Regions from separate parts of the Hordeum vulgare genome. Here region 2 is linked to region 1. A link is a contact called in public Hi-C data. All regions are on one chromosome and are shown on one strand. Each heading gives the region's core, a stretch centred on a gene start, on an enhancer-like site or on the middle of the called end of the contact. The rest is flanking DNA. Distances are from core to core; before and after follow the strand shown. Region 1 has its middle 6.9 kb from the start of LOC123431106. Region 2 holds the start of LOC123428213 (pentatricopeptide repeat-containing protein At1g10270-like).

Region 1 (6,242 bases), core at 1,757-4,256:
ATGGTTGTTTGCAGATGCAACCTATTCTAAAACTGAGGGATAGCAGAGAGATACAGATGAGAGTTTAGGTTTCAGTCTATTTTAAATTTTAGAGATAAGTCCATTTTCTTTGTTGGTTATCTCTAGGCTACAAGCCAGCTAATAATGACACTACCTACTCGGAGTATCTACACGCACAGAAAGCTAATCCGAGCCCCCATAGGCCTGCGGACACACCCGTACGTGTCCATGGACAGCAACCCGGCAGACATAAAATCTTGACATTTGCAACCACGGTCCCTATTTTAAAACACGAAATCCATGCAAACACATGCACCTCGATCATTTTGGACATACACAGTTTAGTCCACACAAATACAAATAGTTCGTACTTAATAGTACCTAATCCAATATAATTCAAACGCAAATATTGTTCATAGTGCATGATTGCTAAAACTAAAGAGAAGTTTACTGATTTTCATTGTGTGTCCACATATTCTCGACAAGATGATCCGGAAGTTGCATATGCACATGTCGACCTCACATTTGTCGACGCATCTTCAGAAAGTTGGTAATGCTCTCTGCCCCTTGCTCCGGGAGGAGGACCTGAACACCAGGCTTCTCAAAATCACGTGTGCGCGCTTCCCCTTCACCCGCATGCTCAACAATCTTGTTGTGTAAAATTACACAACATGTCATGAGCTGTCAAAGTGTCTCTGGTTCCCACATCATCGAATCTCCACGAATAATACCCCAATGATCTTGGAGCACTCCAAATGCCCTCTGCAGATCCTTTCTAGTTGCCTCTTGCATTGTTGTAAAGCGGTTTATTTGTTGCCATTGGGATTAGATATGGTCTTCACAAATGCGGTCCACTGAGAATAGATACCATCGGCAAGGTAGTATCACATGTTGTAGTTGTGTCGGTTGGCGCTATAGTTGCACAGTGGAGCTTCCCTATCACAGAGTCTCTTGAAGAAAGGAGATCGTTGGAGTACATTGACGTCATTACATGAATCTCGTGTGTGAAAGAAGTTGCCACTGCTTCAGGTATGATGGTGATTGCTTTGTTGTCACCTTGGTATTGCCCAAGCAAACCTTTTGGGTAGTTCTTACACTGTGAGTGCATGCAATCACCTCAACCTAGTATACAGGGGGATCCTCTTGTTCTTCCAATTGCCAACCTTTTTTCTCTGTCCTCCATAGTTGGCTCTCTCGGGTACTTTGGTCCGAACACCTCCACAACAATGCCTGCAAATTGCACCATGGTGTGCAAGATTGTGGTCTCTCGGCATCTTGTTTAGCATAAGAAAGCACCCTGAGAGCATCAGTGCATTTCTGGAGACGAGAGCAGAGAAGTTATCCACAACAATCCTTCCTCATTTTGAAGTTACCATCATATTTCTGCATGCCTTCCACTTCCCGCAAGAAAAAGTTTCTGCTCATACGTAGCAACCACGATAGGAAGTTTCATGGAATATTGGGATAGCTGTGAAGTAATCTGTGTACAGAAAGCATGCACCGGAAACCGTATGACATAGAATCAATCTCCGATCCTTGATGGAACTCTTGAAGTTTAGGACATGCTCCTCTACCTTCCTAAACTCCTCTTGGATGCTCATCATCATTATATTTTGGCAGCCTCCTCTTTCGAGTCTAACGGAGTGATGAACTCGTTGAATATGAATTTTTCAACATCATCGTTTCCATAGCCATGCCGAATCCATTAGTGACCTAGAAGTAATTAATGACGGAAAGAATCAAAAATTGTCTTGGACATTTCATCAAACACGTAGAGTGTAGGGTGAAAATATGAGGGAGTTTGATGTACCGGGACGGTGTCTGATGGACGCAACCTTGTCCGGTGAAGGCCTGGTCGACGACATTGTGCGTTAGAGCGACCGATGGCGAAGCCCTGAATGGAAATGGCGGCAGAGCACTGATACCGGCGAAAGCCCGTCCCCGGCTGTGTTGAGCAGGGAAAACAGAGAAGAGAATAGTGCTAATCGCGCAAGAAAAGGGGAGACGGATATGCGTGAATTAGCGCGGACCCCAACGATCAGTCCGATGGGGCGAGCGCGTGAGGATGTTTCCATATTTATCTCAGATTTGATCGGATATGAAGAGTATAGGTCAGTACATACGTTTGGACCGGCTATGAAAAAATAGGTTAGGTGACTTTTTTTCGTGCACACATTGAATTGACAGCTTGTTCGGAAGTTAGAGTCGGGTCAGGACATGTACAATGATGATATCTTAGGAGTGTCGTGTAGGATAAATGATGAGGTGAAGGAAAGAGAACTCATAAGAAAAGATTTGTCTTCTCTTATTTAAGAGAAAACAAAAGATGACCTCTTATCATAATATGTCTCACCATATTTTTAGGAATAGCTAGTAATTGAGGATAAGGCTAAGAGGTAACTCATTATAAGATATATTTTTTGTCATCTCTAAATTACATACAAGATTTAAAATTAAATCATCTTATTAACCATTGTACATGTCCTCAGGGTTCAGTTGTAGCCCCACACGCCCACCCACGCACCCCTCGTGTTAGGTTCACATGCTTGACTCATTTTTTTTATCCCCGCGCGACTCGAAGGAAATGAAGAGGAAAGGGTGCTCGGTCACAAAACTGCTCATGTGACCCCGGCGATTTGGGAGATCTAACAATCCGCACAGATTGCCATGCATATGCACATTCTACACTCCAAGTTGACGATGCAATTTGCTATTGAATAGTCACCTTGATTGTAGTATCAGGCCCCCTTTGGTTCAAAAAGAGTGAAGGAAATACTGTATATTGGAATAGAAAATTGCCATACTGTTCAAGCCTTTGGTACAGCCTCCTGGGAGAATAATAACCCTAAAAGAATGCGATCGGGAATGTGCACCAGAGATAGATACACACACACGCGCGATGGCCGGGCCAGATGCCGAGAAATTCTGATTCTCTCTGTCCGATAACGCAAGGGAATCTGAACCTCCTCTACGTCCCAGCTCGCACGCGCGCCGCGTGGGCCTTGTCTGAGAAGCGCGTGCGCGTGGTCGGTTGGTGACACTCACACTCGCCGTCGCCGTGCATAAATACCTCGCCCCGGCGATGGCGATAGCACTCACACTCACACTCACCAGTCAAAGCAAGTAAGCAGAGAAAGCAACAAGCAGGGAGTACTAGCCGTAGCCGAAGGCGTTAGCATCTAGCACTGCTCGAGTAGCTGACGAATTACCCAGCAACAGCTCCCATGGCCAGCTTCGCCTCCCAGCTCCTGGACGTGTTCTACGACCTCGTCGAGCGCGTCACCGGCTACAGCGCCCGCCCCGACGACGGCGAGGGTACGCACGCCGCTCTGAAAACAGCGGCTTTGCTCATGTTGCAGTCAACATTATATTGTGCTCCGTCGTTGCTAATGACTTGCTATGGGCGTGCGTGCTTTTCCGTCTTGCAGATGCACAGAAGCCCGGCAAGTTGGCATTTGTGGAGAAGTTTCAGACCGAGGAAGTGGTCGAGATCAGGTCCAGGAATCTCCCGGTGTCGGGGGGCTCAGGCGCCCAGGTGAACCTTGACGGCATGTAGTGATGTAGAGCAACCTTGCGGCCTCTGCTAACAGTTTTCAGACGTAGACATGGCCGTGTGGTTCTGATAGCCTTAATATGGTGTGCCGCCAGGCGTGTTCAACACTTCAGATAATAAAACTGGTGTGTGTGTGTGTGTGTGTGTGTGTGTGTGTGTGTTCATTCCAGAAATGTTTCAGTTTGTCACGTCCTTACGACTGTGTGTTGCTATCTGAACTCCATGATCGAGTTGTGTGGGTGTTGCTATCTGAACTCCATTATCTTCTGCGAACCTGTTGAGTGTAAGTTGTAAGGCTAATAAAGCAGTAACTTGATGAACATGTTTGTTAACTTTGTACCGATCAAGTGTTTGCTTTTCTGAATACTGTCAGATTGGTTCCTTCTCTGTTTAACCAACTATATACGCAGTGAAGAAAACATGGATGCTCGAGAAAACCAAAAGGACAGAAAAACAATCAATTGGATGTGCGGCGAAGCTCGCGTGTTTTTTTGACACCATACCTCTTGATTAGCGTTCAGTGGTAGTTGCATCATCTATTTGAAGGAAAATGGTAGTATTGGCTAGTATTGGGTGTTTCATCCATCATGTAGGCAACCTAGCAACTTCATGAGCTAACATGGTTGTCTTCACGAGGGCAGTGCTCAATGGAGAACTGCACAAACTCGCGGCACAAACAGTCGCCGTGAAATGCAGCCGCCACATGCATGGCACGACGGGTCACTCTCATTTATAGCCAGAAAATGGAAACATCCACCATATTCAGAAATCACAATATTCAGACTGTCGCTGAAAAGACAAAAACAACTATATATTACTACTCCTTCCGATTCAAAATAAATGCCATGGTCAGATTGCGCCTTATTTGAATCAGAGGGAGTAGTGTAGTTATAAAGTGCAACTAAACTAGTAGTTACAAAGTGCCATTGCCTGCTTACTAAGATGAAGTCATGGAGAGATCAATGATCTATCTCAGAGCATTGTCATCAGGCGCCTAAAAACTGCTTCACGCGTTCGTTTTTTAGACGTCGGATACAGAAAACGTGTTTCAGTAGAAACTCTAAATAGAACACGCACAAGTGCAAGCGCTGTAAATTTTGAGCACGCTGGCTTCCGAGCTGAATTATTGGGGTGTCGGATTGCACGCGCTAAACGCTGTAAGTGGGGCCGTCGAATAGGGCGCCGTGTTTTTATGCACTGTTGAACAAAAAAGTCTTAACGTGTCATGCTATTGCTATTTCGACGCTGTAAATAAAATTTAAAACACGGCACTGCCGCGCGTACGTTGGAGATGATCTTACAACAAATGAGACTTAGGGAGTACAGAAAGGAAAAAAAGAATAACACGAATAAGAGTGGAGAAAACAGAGCAATAGAGAGAACAGAGGGCGGGAAGAATGGTCAAACATGGACATTCACGTGCATCCTTCCGCGGCGACCGCATGGCTATGAAGCTGACTCGTCTGCCTCCGGTCCACGGCACAGTACACACACACGCACACCAGATACATCTCCTTGCAAGTTGCAACCCGTGCCACACATGCTGAAATGGCGAACCCTCGTGGCATCCACACATGCCAGCCGGGGCATGTCACGTTGAAGACACAAGGGGAAAGGCGGGCTACTGGCTAGCGAGATCGCCCATGTGACCCCAACCATTCAGGACAACGCTCCGGCCATGCACAGGTCACCGTGGGTATAATTTGTAATTTTATATCGCCCAAAGTGTTTAAGTTGACTGAAATTTGCTTGTCCAATGGACTGCACAAATCCGGCTCGTCCGCGTACGCATGTTTGTAAACGCATCCAAACAATCCTTCATATTTTATTCACCGCATGCACATATCTTATATTCGAACTTTTAAATTCATGCAAAATGCACGTCGATCGCATATACTATCGTCTCACGTAAAGTTTAGAATAGTCGTCATGTGCTTTCACTCCGTTTATAATGCGCAAAAACAACGGTTTTGCATGCAAAAATGATGACGAAATCATGGATCATCCAAGAAAGTTGGATTCGGAACAAAGTAATCCTACTGCAATAGTTTTGCTCTGGATACCCTATCTTGATTGGTCACTCTTCTTTCTTTGATTGAACCCTTGAAATTGAGAATATGCTTCACTTGCCGGTCAAATTTCTTTTGCATGCTCATGAGCATGATCATATCCATTTCTTCACCTGAACCCGAGGATTTGAAGAAATCATCATGAATTTTTTTGTCAAGCACATAAGTGTGAGATCGGCTCGGCTCATTCCGGTAACCCGCGACGCACGCGTTATGACGAGGCGGACGGTGCAAGAGGAATGCACGGGAACCACTTCTCTTCTCAAACTTGAATAGTATGTGGAAGAGAATCCCTTATAAGAAGGTTGAGCTCCACTTTCACTAGGAGCAGGTACTAAACTTCCCACCACCTAATGACCCGACCCACATGGGCCCTTAGATGTTAGATGGGCCCAAGGCCCACCCTATGTTTCAACAATCCCCCACCACATCTCGAGGGCTCGTTGTGTTGTCTTCTATTCCATTCGCTATTTTGGTATATCAGTATTTTTAGTAGAAACAAGTTACAGTTGAACATCCACCTAATACAAGTAACTACACTCTTTCACAAGTGAACAATGGACTATGTCTTGAATTGTTTGTTTGATGGAGAGAAGTTTCACGAATTATCTTACCAGCAC
Region 2 (6,242 bases), core at 2,216-4,715, 280 kb before region 1:
GAGCTTGGCCCTTGTTGTACCAAATTTTGCCTAAGTTTTCATAATTAATTGAACAATTTTTTTCTGCTTATTTAATAGATGAAGCAATCTTTGCCTCTGTTTTGAAAAAAAATATTCAGAGAAAAAGGTAGCGAAGCACCGCTTGGGCCAACTTTATACTTCGGGCCTGGCCGGCTTCAACGGGCCGATTCTTCCTCACCGTGTTCTTCAATCGTCCATCCTTCTGTTAACTACACCAAATACGAGTAATGCTACACCTACAAAGGCTTACGTAAAGATTTTACGTACAAACTGATGTGTAAGATTGTGATTGGTAATTGAGGGACGAGGGGCCCCACCTCCACTAAAAAGTCAGGGGGGAAGAGAAGAATTAGTTTGGAAGGTTAAGTAAACCTTTGTAAGTTTTTGTAGGTCTAGCATTTTTGCACCAAATACTCCTATATGCCAGAGACGCCGATCGAGCTCACACTCACACATGCGCGAGTGCATCATGCGGTACGCCGTCCGGATACGTGTGCGCATGAGTGTCACGCATGTGGAATACCGAAGGTTCCCGGGGAAACTGCTCCATCCGCCATCGAGGTCGAGGCATCGATGATCGACCGCGCGAGTGCATGGTGGGACAACGTAGTCACGGCGGGAATATATGCATGCAGATCGTGAAAAGGCAAAGCACTCTTAATACGACCGATCCTTCCGCGCTCGTGGGCTCGCCCTGTCGTGTCCGGTGAGGCTGGCCGACGCCACCACGCCGTGTATAAATCGGGCCTCGGTGATCGCTGTGACCACTCACGACTAGAAGCAACAGCTGCAGCTTGAACTTCAGGCTTCAGAGCATAATTCCGCTAGCCAATCAAGCTCAGGAAGAATTCCACACAGCTCTCTAGCTCGACCCCATGGCCAACTTCGCAGCCCAGCTCAAGGAGAGGTTCCTCGGCCTCGTCGACCGCGTCACCGGCTGCGGTCGCGGTGCCGCCGCCAAGGAGGAGGCCGCCAACACCAAGCCGGCCATGAAGGAGGTACGTGCATGCGCTTTAGCTACTTTGCTCATGACTCTGTCCCGTTTTAGCTACTTAGCAGAGAGCTCTGCGTGCGTGCTTTTTGTTGCTTTTGCAGCATGTGGAGATCCGATCGAGGGCTCCCAACGTGTCAGGTGGATCAGGGGCTGGAGTCAATTAGCACACCGCATGCTGATGGCGCTGAAGATGTATTTGTCTTTGCGGATTTGTGTGTCTGGTTCTTTCAGTGCATGCCATGTAATTAAACTTGCGGATTCTTGCTGTTTCTTGTAAGGGTGCCGCTTTGTTGTGCAATCTCCCTCTGTTAATTTCTAGGGACGAAATCTTGTGTTATCTTGACGCCGGCCGTGAGGTTTGGTGTGCTGTCACGTACGTACGTATAAGGTCAATAAATGGTATTTTTGTGGAGAAGAGAGTGCCTTGCATCAAGAAAATGTGCTCACCGTGTTTTCCGTTTCGAGCAGTTGCGCGGACACATAATGCGGTGCATCAAGGCGGCAAACGGCTGTGTGCGCATCACGGTTAGCAGAGAGCTTATGAGCTACACGATTGGGAAGTACATGGATGAACACATGGCATATGAACCCACTTCAAAGAAAAAACATTTCTAATTGTCCAATAATTCTGAAAAAAAATCATGCATACATTTTCATATTGTATGTGCGCGCACAGGAAGTTTCACAAAGAAATAAGCTTTTGTTTGGCTTGTGCAAAAAAGGAAAAAAATGTATCATGGAACACTATTTAGGAGCACTAAAATTTGTTTTTTCACCGAGGAAAAGAAAAAGAGTTTTTGTTCACAAAACTTTATGCCGCGCACACATGTTGCAGAGATGTATACATGAATCTTTGTTTCAATTTTTTTATGTTCTAGAACGTGTTTAAAATGCATTTTTAGAAAGCGGACTCCTATGCTCATGGGTTCAAAATGGCCACACTCCGACACGATTCAACTACTTGGATCATTGTTTTCCACCCGGCCCCGCTGTACTAGATGGTGACGCGCACCTTCATCATGCAGTTATTTATTACCCTTTTAAAAAGGTAATTTGTACTTCCTCTCTCCTAAATTATTTGTTGTCGAAATAGAGTTGATTAACTTGACACAATGGTGGAATGTGTTTTACTAGAGTCTAACTACATGTGGCTCATTCACAATGGACTCTATGTATAGTGAATTCTCGCACCTAGAGATTCTAGTGGATGATAATAAACTACTATGAAGATCGAGGATGTCACTAGAAGTTGAGATTTTCATGCGATATCTTCGAAGAGGGATTGTGCTAACTAAAGACAATCTCGTTCGGCGCAACTGGAAAGGAAGCAAGAAGTGTAGATTTTATACTTGTGACGAGACAATCAAACACCTATTCCTTTAATGCAAGCTTGCGTATTCGACATGGTCCGAAATTTAAATAGCGTCCAATCTATATCCGTCGAAGTGTTGCCAATATCTATGCTTACTGCCTTGACGGAATACCAAATACGTTTAGTACGCTAATTCGTGTGGGAGCATTTGCATTATTATGATCGCTTTGGCTTTGTGAAAATAATTGTGTTTTCAATGACACCATCTCTTTTTCTGAGCATGTTATTTATCGTTGTACGCATTGTCTTTGTGTATGTGGTCTACGTTACACCGAATGAAGTACCAATCGCTATTCAAGACGGTGTGTATGTGGGTGAAAACGAGTGACCAGAATGAATGTATCAACAAGTTGCAGTAGGCGCGTGCGACATCAAAGATTGAAGGAGAGGCGACACCACATGGCGGCAAGCTGATGAGTCGTAGGCGTGGCCACACAAGGTCGGGGTCGAAGGAGAGGCGGCATCGCACCGAGCGATCTGGTGGATCGTGGTAGGTGCTTTTGCGCACGAGGATCAAAGGTGAGGTGGTGCCGTCGCCACACCATGCACCATGGCCATTCCATCTGGTACATCTGGACGCCTCATCTGCTAGGGTTTGTGAGGCACTTTTCCGGCTGGACAACAATCGATCGGGCGTTCTTTCTCAAGCTTTGTGGGTCGGGCAAAAGGCCCATGTAAAGAGAGGGCTCCGTTTTTTCTCCTGGAGCAGCAACCCCTTAGGACAGCAAATCTAACGACGAGAAACACACATATCAAAAAAACGGACGGTCAAAAATACAAATCGCTAAGAAGGATCGCTTTAGGATCAGTTTTAATGTCCCAAAAAAATAGTAAATGTTTTTTTAGCGGTAATAAATAATAAATGGTGAAGAAATGAAAACAGAAAAAAGAGAAAGGGCCAGGAGAAAAAAAAAGGTTGGGTTTGGAGCATTCGCGTTGAGAGTGAAACAGAAGCCCAAGGGGGGAGAGAGAGCCCAAATCCGACCAAGCTAAACTGAGCCCATGTGGTACTGTCGACTGTTGAGTGTTGACACACAAATCCTACCCCGCCCCTCCCCTCCCCTCTCCCCTCCCCTCCCCGAGCCGCCGCCGGAAGTGACCATGGCGGCGCCCTACCGCCGTCTGCTCCTCCTCCGCCGCTTCTCCATCTCCATCTCCCAATCCCACCTCGCCCCGCACCCCCAGCCCGCCCCTCTGTTCCCTCTCGCCCGCCACTTCGCCTTCTCCTCCGCGGAGGAGGCCGCGGCCGAGCGCCGCCGCCGCAAGCGCCGCCTCCGCATCGAGCCGCCGCTGCACGCCCTCCGCCGCGACCCCTCCACCCCGCCGCCCCCGCGCGACCCCAACGCGCCCCGCCTCCCCGACACCACCTCCTCCCTGGTCGGCCCGCGCCTCAGCCTCCACAACCGCGTCCAGGCCCTCATCCGGTCCGGCGACCTCGACGGGGCCGCCGCCGCCTCCCGCGCGGCCGTCTCCTCGCGCGTCCGCCCCACCGTCTTCACCTGCAACGCGGTCGCCGCCTCCATGGTCCGCGCCGGCCGGCCCGACGACGCCGTCGCCCTCTTCGCCTTCTTCTTCCGCCGCTCCAACATCGTCCCCAACGTCGTCTCCTACAACACCCTTATCCTCGCCCACTGCGACGCCGCCCGCGTCGACGACGCGCTCCAGGCATACCAGGAGATGCTCGACGGCGTCACCTCCTTCTCCCCCTCCTCGGTCTCCTACCGCCACCTCACCAAGGGCCTCGTCGCCGCCGGCCGCGTCCAGGACGCCCTCGACCTCCTCCGTGACATGCTCAACCGCGGCCAGGGCGCCGACTCCATCGTCTACAAGAACCTCATCGACGGCTACGTCGCCCTGGACGACTGGGACAAGGCCTTCGAGCTCTTCGATGAGCTCCGGGAGAAGGCCACCGTCTACGACGGCGTCGTGCACACCAGCTTCATGGAGGGCTACTGGAAGAAAGGCATGGACAAGGAGGCCATGGACAGCTACAGCTCCCTTCTGGACAGGAAGTTCAAGATGACGCCGGCCACCTGCAACGTGCTGCTCCAGACACTCTTCAGCCACGACAAGCACAAGGAGGCGCACGACCTGTGGGAGACCATGATCGACAACCATAGCCCGCCGAGCTTCATTGGCGTCAACAGCGAGTCCTACACTGTCATGGTCAACCAGTGCTTCAAGGAGGGCAGGTTCCAGGACGCCATCGAGGTGTTCCACAGGCAGCCGACGAAGAATGTGCAGATGGACGTCGCCTGCTTCAACAACATCATCGGGAAGCTCTGCGAGAACGGGATGCTAGCAGAGGCGGAGCAGCTCTTCCAGGAGATGGAGAGCAAGTCAGTGCTTCCAGACGTTTACACCTACACTTACCTCGTCGACTCGTGCTTCAAGGATGGCCGTGTGGATGACACCATGCAGTATTTCCACAAAATGGCGGACGGGAGGGAGCATGGGCCAAAGTTCAACATCGCTTTCTTCAATCGGATGTTTCAAGGGCTTACAGAAGCTGGCCGGATTGATGATGCCTTGAAGGTGTATGGAAGGATGTCTGACAAGGAGATTAAGCCATCCACGGGCACCTTTGAGATCCTGGTTAAGGCGTCCTGTAAGGAAGGGGAATTGGATAGAGCGCGAGACCTGGTGAGGGACATGGCCAGAGGAGGTGTTGCCGCTCCTCCTGAGTTCCGTGAGTGTATTGTTGAGATTTTCAGGACTGCTGATCGCCAGGAAGAGATCGAGCAAGCTTTTGAAGAAAAGCCAGTGCCACCACCTCCTCCGCCAAGGCCAGAGTATCGCCCTCGGAGTGTACCTGGATTTGCATCTAATCAGACGCCGGGTAGCTACGCACCTAACCAAGGCAAGCCGGGCTATGGTTCTCCTCAACCATTTCATCATGGCAATGCTGTACCTCAAATCCTGCGACCTGAGGGGATGTCTTCCGAACCCCGTCAGACTGTGTTTGGAAACCAGCAAGTTCAGAAAACAGAAGTTGGTGCTCCTAATACATCAGAATATGGGCTTCCTTCCCCTCATGGAACACCACCTGGGACGTCCCAGCCTCAAGGTCAATCGCCGGAGTTTGGTACCTCTCGCCCTTGGCAGCAAGCAGCTGGTGCTTCTCAAGTGCAACAACCTAAATTTAGCTCGGATTCACCGGTGCAGTCTGGATTTGGTACTCCTCAACCGCAACAATCAACACATGTCGCTCATCAGACTCAACATGCTGGGTTTGGCACACCTCGTCCATGGCAGACAGGCTATGGCTCTCAGCAAGGGCAGCAGCCCGGGTATGGCTCTCAGCAAGCGCAGCAGCCAGGGTATGGCTCTCACCAAACACTGCAGCCCGGATATGGCTCTCACCAAGCGCAGCAGCCAGGGTATGGCTCTCACCAAGCGCAGCAGCCAGGGTATGGCTCTCACCAAGCGCAGCAGCCCAGGTATGGCTCTCAGCAAGTGCAACAGCTAGGATATGGCTCTCAGCAAGTGCAACAACCGGGATATGGCTCTCAGCAAGCGCAGCAGCCCAGATATGGCTCTCAGCAAGCGCAGCAACCAGGGTATGGCTCTCAGCAAGTGCAGCAGCAAGGGTATGTCTCTCACCAAGGGCAGCAGCCAGGGTATGTCTCTCACCAAGCGCAGCAGCCAGGGTATGGATCTCACCAAGCACAGCAGCCAGGGTATGGATCTCATCAAGCGCAACAGCCTGCGTATAGCTACCAAGCGCAACAGCCAAGGTATGGCGCTCACCAAGCGGAACAGACAGGGTATGGCTCTTATCAAGCACGGCAGCCTGGGTATGGTGCACCTCAGCCATCACGTCCTCCTTTTAGTCTTCCTGAAGCACCACAATCT

Evidence for each region. Hi-C and Micro-C count contacts between places; a contact is called where the count stands out from the background.
Region 2: a Hi-C map of leaf shows a contact between it and region 1, with 5 times the contacts expected there. The contact joins the promoter of LOC123428213 here to the enhancer-like site in region 1. A contact is called at or near these places in 2 of 6 Hi-C or Micro-C datasets (both in leaf).

What each region holds. Positions count from the first base shown.
Region 1 is chr2H:639,547,650-639,553,891 of MorexV3_pseudomolecules_assembly, reverse strand. No RefSeq gene overlaps it. Among protein-coding and RNA genes, the nearest start is that of LOC123431106, 6.9 kb to the left of the region's middle. Within about 2 kb of position 3,006, at least 2 of the 3 cell types and tissues checked have open chromatin away from gene starts, as enhancers often do. A contact at or near this core is called in leaf, where this site is marked.
Region 2 is chr2H:639,826,010-639,832,251 of MorexV3_pseudomolecules_assembly, reverse strand. It overlaps LOC123428213 (pentatricopeptide repeat-containing protein At1g10270-like), which reads left to right and starts at 3,465. Exons shown (of 2, transcript XM_045112397.1): 1 at 3,465-6,242. The coding sequence starts at 3,489.